Regions from separate parts of the Zea mays genome. Here region 1 is linked to region 2. A link is a contact called in public Hi-C data. All regions are on one chromosome and are shown on one strand. The core of a region is the stretch at or near the end of the contact, and the rest is flanking DNA. Distances in the headings are between cores, read along the strand shown. Region 1 holds the start of LOC103651673 (probable arabinosyltransferase ARAD1). Region 2 holds the start of LOC103651666 (probable protein S-acyltransferase 4).

Region 1 (4,058 bases), core at 694-3,193, 400 kb before region 2:
TAAACCAGCTACACGTGGAATCGTGCATAGTCCCTTTTAATAAGAGACATGATCCCTACATCATTGTAGTCACTCATAAGCTAATTTCACCAAGTTCCAAATTATGCTACTCTTACTGTATAGCTTGCTGGTTCCTGATTTATATTTGACAAAGCTAGTTTCACCAAATTCCAAATTGTCCTACTCTTGCTGTACAACTTGCTGGTTCCTGATTTATACTCCCTCTGTCCCAAATTAAAATTCATTTTAACTTTTTAATGGATTCATACAATAGTTGATGTATATGTTTTGTATATATGTCTAAATTCGTTATCATCCGTTTGAATATAGACATAAAAACCAAGAGCTAAAACGGCTACTAATTTGGAACAGAGGGAGTATTTGACAAGTTTTGCTAGAAAAAGGAGCATAACACATAAGACAAATTTTTCCCCATGGTACTAGATTACTAAATACTAGTATTACTACAAGTGGAACGTTCAACGCTTGACAGTTTCATACGGAGTAGAATACTTCTCGCAGTATGGTGCTCGATACTTGACGGTTTCATAATGATTAACTCGCAGAAGCAAATGAGCAATGCTTGACAGCTTCATAATGACTAACTATCAGAATTCAGAACCAACAAAATTAGGCCCTTTTTGTTTCCTTCCAGGATTACATAATCCAGCTTATGGATTATATAACCACCTAATGATTTGCTTATGGATTATCATAATCTACGTATATAATCCACCTAATATTCTATGTTGTTTGTTTGTCTCTTAACTTATTTAAGCTAGATTATATAATCTAGAGGGTAAACACACAAGTTAATCGCCAAATTGCAGCAAGCACACTTACCTCCTTCCTGTAAATTGCTCCCCGGAAGTATAACAGGGTCGGCCGGTCATCGAACCCGGCCGAGTCATTGACGAACGTCTTGGCCATGTGCTTGTATGGCGCAATGACATCCTTCTCCAAGCTGGCCACCCTCGGTGGGTACCTCCCGAAGTCTGACAGCACGAACACTGCGGGGGACAACGCCGCCCGGGCGTGCAGCAAGCTGTTGGGGTGGTGCGCCACGATGACGTGGTCGGCTCCGCCGAACCTCCTCCATTCCGGCCGCGCCGTGAGGTACCCCACCAGCTTCTCCTGGAGTGCCTTGTCCCTGCCGACCTTCTCGGGCGGCAAGGGCCGGGAGTGGCGGTTGTAGCTGAGGGACGCGAAGAAGGGGACGAAGACGAGGTCGGCGTCGCGGGGGTCGGTGACACGCACTGCGGAGTGGCGGCCGCAGGGGGGCGATAAGGAGAAGGAGGAGGAGGAGAGGAGGTCGAGCGTGAGCCAGTACTCAACGCTGTGCTGCTGGTTGAGCCCCCCAGGGTAGCGCGGCGGCGGCAGGGAGCCGTCCGTGACGTCTGGCCAGACGGAGGCAGGGGACGGCGGGGACCAGCCGAGGAGGCCGAAGTGGAACTCGGGCGGCATGTCGTACATGAAGACCCTGACGGCGGCGGCGCGGGGATCGCATCTGACGGCGGTGGCGCCGGATGCTGAGGCGGAGGAGGAGTCGTCCGGGCGGCCGTTCTCGTCAAGAAATGAGAGCTCTTTGCCTGTGGTGGCGTTGGGTAAAGCAATGGTCACGGCCGTGGGGAAGGCGTCGGGCGGGACGGGGAGGCCGGTGTCGGCCGGCCGCCAGCGCGCGCCGACGGCGGCGAAGAGGAAGATGGTGGAGGCGACGAGGACAGTGGCCGCGGCGAGCGGGAGGAGGAGGGTGCGGCCGCGGGGTGCCATGGGGCAGCGCGGGTCATGGCTGGACTGGAGGCGGCGACGGAGGGAGGAGCATGGCCGGGTGGAGTGGCGGATCGATCCGATTCAGTTTGAGTTGCATAAAGGGAGAGGGGAGGAGAGGACGCGTGAGTCCCAGCCTCCCAGCCAAGTTCTTCTTTCTAGAATTGTTTTTTTTTATTTTTTTACAGGACCTTCTGGATCGTTTTTTTTCCCAGGTAAATCGTTCTGGAATAGTTAGTTGGCTCGCACAATGTAATCGTTTGGGCCATAAGCCCGTAAGTAACGGTGAAGGCCCAAGGAACGGAAGTATTTTAAATTTCCTTCTTGCTTTTGCAAAAATAGATTGACGGGAGAGAAAAAATGGTCTTTTACTTCCATTTTTGTAAATATATAACGCTAGCTAGTATTTCCTCTATTCTAAAACTATTTTTAAAACCTAGGATTTTTTAGTTTAATATATATCTAGATATATAATAAAAGCAATGTATTTACAAAAGCCAAAATGTCTTATAATTTTGAATAGAGGGTGTACTTAGGAAAAAATAATATTATCGGTGTTTCGACTCCGGGGGTCTCTAGACCGACGAGTAAATTATCGTCACGTGTCCCAGCCCAGATAGGTCGGCGCGAGACGGAGCACGAAGGGGGGACAAAAAAGGAAGGCAGGCGAAAGGGGAAACCCGTGGCCTTCGTGTTGTCCTGCGCCCAGGACGGGTGCGCTTGCAGTAGGGGGTTACAAGCGTCCGTGTGGGAGGGAGCGAGAGGCTTGGCGCCGTCCCGTTCTCCCGCGCGGCCAACCTTCTCGTACAAGAGCCCTGGACCTTCCTTTTATAGGCGTAAGGAGAGGGCTCAGGTGTACAATAGGAGATGTAGCAGTGTGCTAACGTGTCTAGCAGAGAGGAGCTAGTGCCCTAAGTACATACCGTCGTGGCAGCCGGAGAGGTTTTGGCACCCTGTTCATGTGATGTCGTGGCCGTCGGAGGAGCGCTGGAGCCTTGCGGAAGGACAGCTGTCGGGGCTGTCGAGTCCTTGCTGACGTCTCCTTGCTTCCGTAAGGGGCTGAGAGCCGCCGTCGTCATGGAGCACGCGGGGCGCCATCATTATTTGTTTACCGGGGCGAGCCAGATGGGACGTCGGTCTTGTTCCCCGTAGCCTGAGCTAGCTAGGGGTAGGGTAATGATGGCCCCCTGTGACGTGGTCGGTCCGAGCCCTGGGTCGGGCGAGGCGGAGGCTCCTCCGAGGTCGAGGTCGAGTCTGTGTTCCGAGGTCGAGGTCGAGTCCGAGCCCCGGGTCGGGCGAGGCGGAGACCATCATCTGAGGCCAGGGCTGAGTCCGAGCCCTGGGGTCGGACGAGGCGGAGTTCGTCGTCTTCCGGGGCCGAGGCCGAGTCCGAGCCCTAGGGTCGGGAGAGGCAGAGTTCGTCGTCTTCCGGGGCCGAGGCCGAGTCCGAGCCCTGGGGTCGGGCGAGGCGGAGTTCATCGTCTTCCGGGGCCGAGGCCGAGCCCTGGGGTCGGGCGAGGCGGAGTTCGTCGTCTTCCGGGGCCGAGGCCGAGTCCGAGCCCTGGGGTCGGGCGAGGCGGAGCTTCCTATGGCGCCCGAGGCCGGACTTGGCTGCTGTCAGCCTCACTCTGTCGAGTGGCACATCAGTCAGAGCGACGCAGGCGGCGCTGTCTTCTTGTTAGGCCGGTCAGTGGAGCGGCGAAGTGACTGCGATCACTTCGGCTCTGTTGACTGAAGGGCGCGCGTCAGGATAAGATGTCAGACCATCCTTGCATTAAATGCTCCTGCGATACGGTCGGTCGGTGTGGCGATCCGGCCAAGGTTGCTTCTCGACGAAGACTGGGCCTCGGGCGAGCCGAAGGTGTGTCTGTTGCTTGAGGGGGCCCTCGGGCGAGACATGAATCCTTCGGGGTCGGCTGCCTTTGTCCGAGGCTGGGCTCGGGCGAGGCGAGATCATGTCCCTTGGGTGGACTGAGCCTTGACCTTAATGGCACCCATCAGGCCTTTGCAGCTTTGTGCTGATGGGGGTTACCAGCTGAGATTTGGAGTCTTGGGGGTACCCCTAATTATGGTCCCCGACAGTAGCCCCCGAGCCTCGAAGGGAGTGTTAATACTCGCTTGGAGGCTTTTGTCGCACTTTTTTGCAAGGGGACCGGCCTTTCTCGGTTGCATTTCATTCCGGGGGGGTGCGCGCGAGCGCACCCGCCGGGTGTAGCCCCCGAGGCCTCGGAGATGTGGTTTGACTCCTTCGAGGTCTTAGCGCATTTCATAATGCCTCGGCCGGTCTGGTT
Region 2 (4,020 bases), core at 534-3,033:
ATGGTGCCACGTTAGTTCACAACAGAATCAAGAGGATGCACATGATAACATACATTGAAGTCTATGATGGTTCAGACTTGAGTGTCATAAATGTCCATAAACACAGGATCAATTTTTGAAATCTAACATTGAGTATTGCGAAAAAAATTACATGATTAGAAAAGGAAATTCAAGTCTGGCGTTGGATAAACTGCAGATCTGCAATGGCAGTTCTTGATATTCCATTTGTTAAACAGTAAATAATGTACTGCGGTAACCATTCGTAAGTATTAAATTGTTTTTAGATAATGGAACAAAGTTCCAGCCTCTAAAGGGCAGATTCTCTGCTTAAAAATTGGAGGGAAGATAAGGGGACATCCCATGTGAAGGGAGCTCAAAGCAAGTGTTGGTATGTTGGTACAGGCGTGTGGTTTCAATGGTCCATGTGCACACACAACTGTAAAGACTATATAGAACAAAACAAACAATACAATACCGCAAGGATTCCATCAAGCAATGTCACACACAGTAACAAGTATGTCACCATATGAAACGAAGAACATGCAAGAACTCTATTTTATATTATACAATATCACAATAGCAGAGTAAGCAGACCTCATAGTTGGTGATAATGCCATTGTGGACAACCAAGAACTCATCACCGGCACCAGACGATTGGGGGTGGCTGTTCCTTGGAGCAGGCACACCGTGCGTGGCCCACCTGGTATGTGCGATCCCAGCATGCACACTGAACGCAGCATCCAGGTTCACATCCTTCTCATCAACCTCTGAGAAAAGGGACACAATCACGGAAGCTGGAGTAAGATTTAGCTTCTGAGCTACTCGTATAGTTCAGCATTTCAGGACTACTAGTACAGGAACAGGACGGAGTACCACCAAAAGTGCCATGGAAACTTGTATACGATTTCTGACGAATGGCATAAATGGAAGAAGCCTACTTGATATGCATGGCCCAATTCTACGTCCAGGATTTGCTAAGAGCTACAAACTAGAATTAGAGATATTGATGAGAACAGAGATCCAGAATTTTCAGAGCCTGTGGTTAAGCTATATGATATGAGAGAAATGTCACGCGGTAACCGTAGAATAGAATCAGCCAAAATCACTGTCAGCAGGTAACAGAATAATCCCCCACAAATTGCGATCCCAAAACCCGTCCGATAGAGACAAGTCGGCCCCCGAAACAAAACAAAACAAAACAAAACAAAAAGCATATCCAAGTTTTGCGGCAGGAACAAGGAGATTTGAAACGGGAGTGGGCTGACCGGAGTAGACGGATCGCACGAGGTTCTCGATCTTGCCCTCCTGGCGGAACACGAGCGGCGGCGCCCCGGCGTACGGCCGCGCGTCGGAAGAGGAAGCGGGAGCGGGGGAGGGGACCTGGCGGTCGGCATCGAGCGCGATCCCGGCGGAGTCGTAGCCGCGGTACTCGAGGCGGCGGAGGCCGTTGAAGAGGACCTCGAGGATGTAGCGGCGCTCCCGCGAGACGTTGTAGTTGAGGTAGGCGAAGATCCCGCACATCCTTCCTTCCTGGCTGCGGCGAAGAGAAGAATGGGGAGTTGGTATGCTTCCCTAGTAGCAGGACACTGGCTGGCAGAGGCCGTACGAAGAGAAACGGCTGGGTTGGCTGGGTTCGGCCGTTCGGTTATAAGGAGGGCGAGCGAGGGTTCGTTTCGTCCAGCCCGGGAGGCCGGGAGGGAGCGGCGAAGACGACGACGGACGAACGGGCGGGCAGTGCGGGTGCGAGGAGGGGCAGAAACGCAGAAGGAAGAAGCCGCGTGGCTTCGATGGTGGCCGACGACCGACGCGGCGACGGGGTCAAGCAAACCAATCCATGGATGCCGCGGATTGCAGAGGTACGAGTACGACAAAAGGTTCTTCTGCACAGCACAGGTGAATTTCCACACGTGGCAAAATGCAAGACGGCAACACCAGTGAACATGACATTTACTTTCTTGTGCTTTTCTGTTATTCAAGACAGATTTCTTTCATTTATAACTTTATGATAGTTTGAGTTAAGATAAAATTAAGACATCGAGTCTTTTTTTTTCTAGAAAAGAAGAAAGAAAACAGAGTAACTTACAATTTGGAAAGTGAGAGGTACTTGAGGTAATGGGGTTGGAGGTGGAGCGATACGATTGGCTGGACGGGATCACGTTGCCCGGGCTGCGCACATGACTCCACTTGTGCGGCTGGCGTCCGGAGGTCAGAGTCAGACACGGCCAGCTGAGAGCTGACAGCTGGGCCTGCCTCAGCCTCACCACATGCATTATTGGGTTCGCGACCTGGGCCGGGCCGGGCCGAGCAGGTCAATTGGTTCGTCTCAAGAAAAAAAAACAGTATGCAGGTCCAGCAAAACCAGCAGACGAAGTTAAATGCTACCAGACAGAGACAGAGACAGAGGTATATGCTAACAGGCTTTCCAGGGAGACGCAATTTCCAGCGGGGATCGCGGCAGGATAAGAATAAGAATGTAACGTACCGGCATCGCATCCACCACCCGGAGGATCAATCTGTCTAACAATTGGGATGGTTTGTCAACACGACCCAACCCAACCCAACCCAACCAAAAGGTACAGCTTCTTCTCTCTGCATTTGCGTGCCCATTGCCACCACCACTCCCTGCTGCCTGCTGCCTGTCCTTGGGAACTCCTTCAATGGAAAAGGGGTGATCCAGTTATTGATGGCCTGCAGTACAGCTTGACCGCTGGGCACTGCTTGCTCCTACGGCAACTACAATGCCTCTGCTCTGGACCATCATCCGTTGAAAGCAAGGCAGGCGTCACACATGTCCAACCTCGCCATCACCGATGCGTGTCTCGTGACAGAATCAGAGCAAGCATCATGCAGCAGCAGCAGCCAGGAGCAGAGGGCGCCGTCATGAAGCCATCAGAGCCTGCTGAGGATGAGCAGCATCAGCAGAAGCCAGGACTAGAGGGCGCCGTCATGAAGCCATCAAAGCCTGCTGAGGATGAGCAGCATCAGCAGAAGCCAGGACTAGAGGGCGCCGTCATGAAGCCATCAGAGCCTGCTGAGGATGAGCAGCAGCAGGAGGAGGCTGAGCGCAGAAGGCTCTACCAGGCTTGGAAGGGAAACAACGTGCGTAAGCCCCAGCACGAGCTTCTTCTGTCTTCTTCTCTCCTTCGTTACCAGTTTCAAATGGTTCGGCAACTCTTCAAACAAAGGTTGCCCGAAACAGACCCAGAGTCCACTGACAGGGCAACCAAACCAAACCAACTCTGCAGATATTCCTGTGCGGCGGGCGGCTCATGTTCGGGCCCGACGCCGCGTCCCTCCTGCTCACGACATTCCTCATCGTCGCCCCGACCATCGTCTTCTGCTACCAGATAAAATCCACGTTCTACGGCTCTGGTGGGCGGCAGCAGCAGCAGATGCACCAGGCAGCAGCGCTCGTAGTCACCGTCACAACGATCATGGTCAGTGCGTCTATCTCTTAGGCCCGTCATCTTCTTTGCCGACTCCACTGTCCTCTCTCCCAGCAATCATCATGAACTCCACAACGGCTCCAGCCTAGATACATGAAACTGATGAATCAAAAACATCCGATTCCCAATGCAGCCAGAAACTGAACCGTGGCTTCAAACGCAGGACCTTGTCTTCCTATCCATGACATCCACCAGAGACCCAGGAATCGTGCCAAGGAACTCGAGGGCGCCCCCTGAAGCCGACGAGTTCCTCGGCTGCAACACGCCGTCTATGGACTGGAGCGGCGGGAGAACCCCGCGGATGAGGCTCCGCCGGACCAAGGACGTCATCATCAACGGCTTCACGGTGAAGGTGAAGTTCTGCGAGACCTGCCTGAGGTACCGTCCGCCACGATCCTCGCACTGCTCCATCTGCAACAACTGCGTCCACAAGTTTGACCACCACTGCCCATGGGTCGGCCAGTGCATTGGACTTGTAAGTAACCGACCCAGCTACTATGCAGTACGCAATTTGAATGTTGAATTATCAGATTCTAGCTCCAGACCTCCACTGAAAAAGGACACGTGCAAGTCA

Evidence for each region. Hi-C and Micro-C count contacts between places; a contact is called where the count stands out from the background.
Region 1: a contact with region 2 is called in a Hi-C map of ear, with 2.2 times the contacts expected there. The contact joins the promoter of LOC103651673 here to the promoter of LOC103651666 in region 2. A contact is called at or near these places in 3 of 25 Hi-C or Micro-C datasets (ear, leaf mesophyll and tassel).

The regions. Positions count from the first base shown.
Region 1 is chr3:236,182,748-236,186,805 of Zm-B73-REFERENCE-NAM-5.0, reverse strand. It overlaps LOC103651673 (probable arabinosyltransferase ARAD1), which reads right to left and starts at 1,943. Exons shown (of 2, transcript XM_008677382.3): 1 at 844-1,943. The coding sequence starts at 1,770.
Region 2 is chr3:235,777,834-235,781,853 of Zm-B73-REFERENCE-NAM-5.0, reverse strand. LOC103651666 (probable protein S-acyltransferase 4) reads left to right here and starts at 1,783. Exons shown (of 7, transcript XM_035966546.1): 1 at 1,783-1,856; 2 at 2,055-3,099; 3 at 3,246-3,437; 4 at 3,610-3,921. The coding sequence starts at 2,530. LOC100194010 reads right to left here and starts at 1,874. Exons shown (of 11, transcript NM_001309891.1): 1 at 1,266-1,874; 2 at 595-767. The coding sequence starts at 1,521.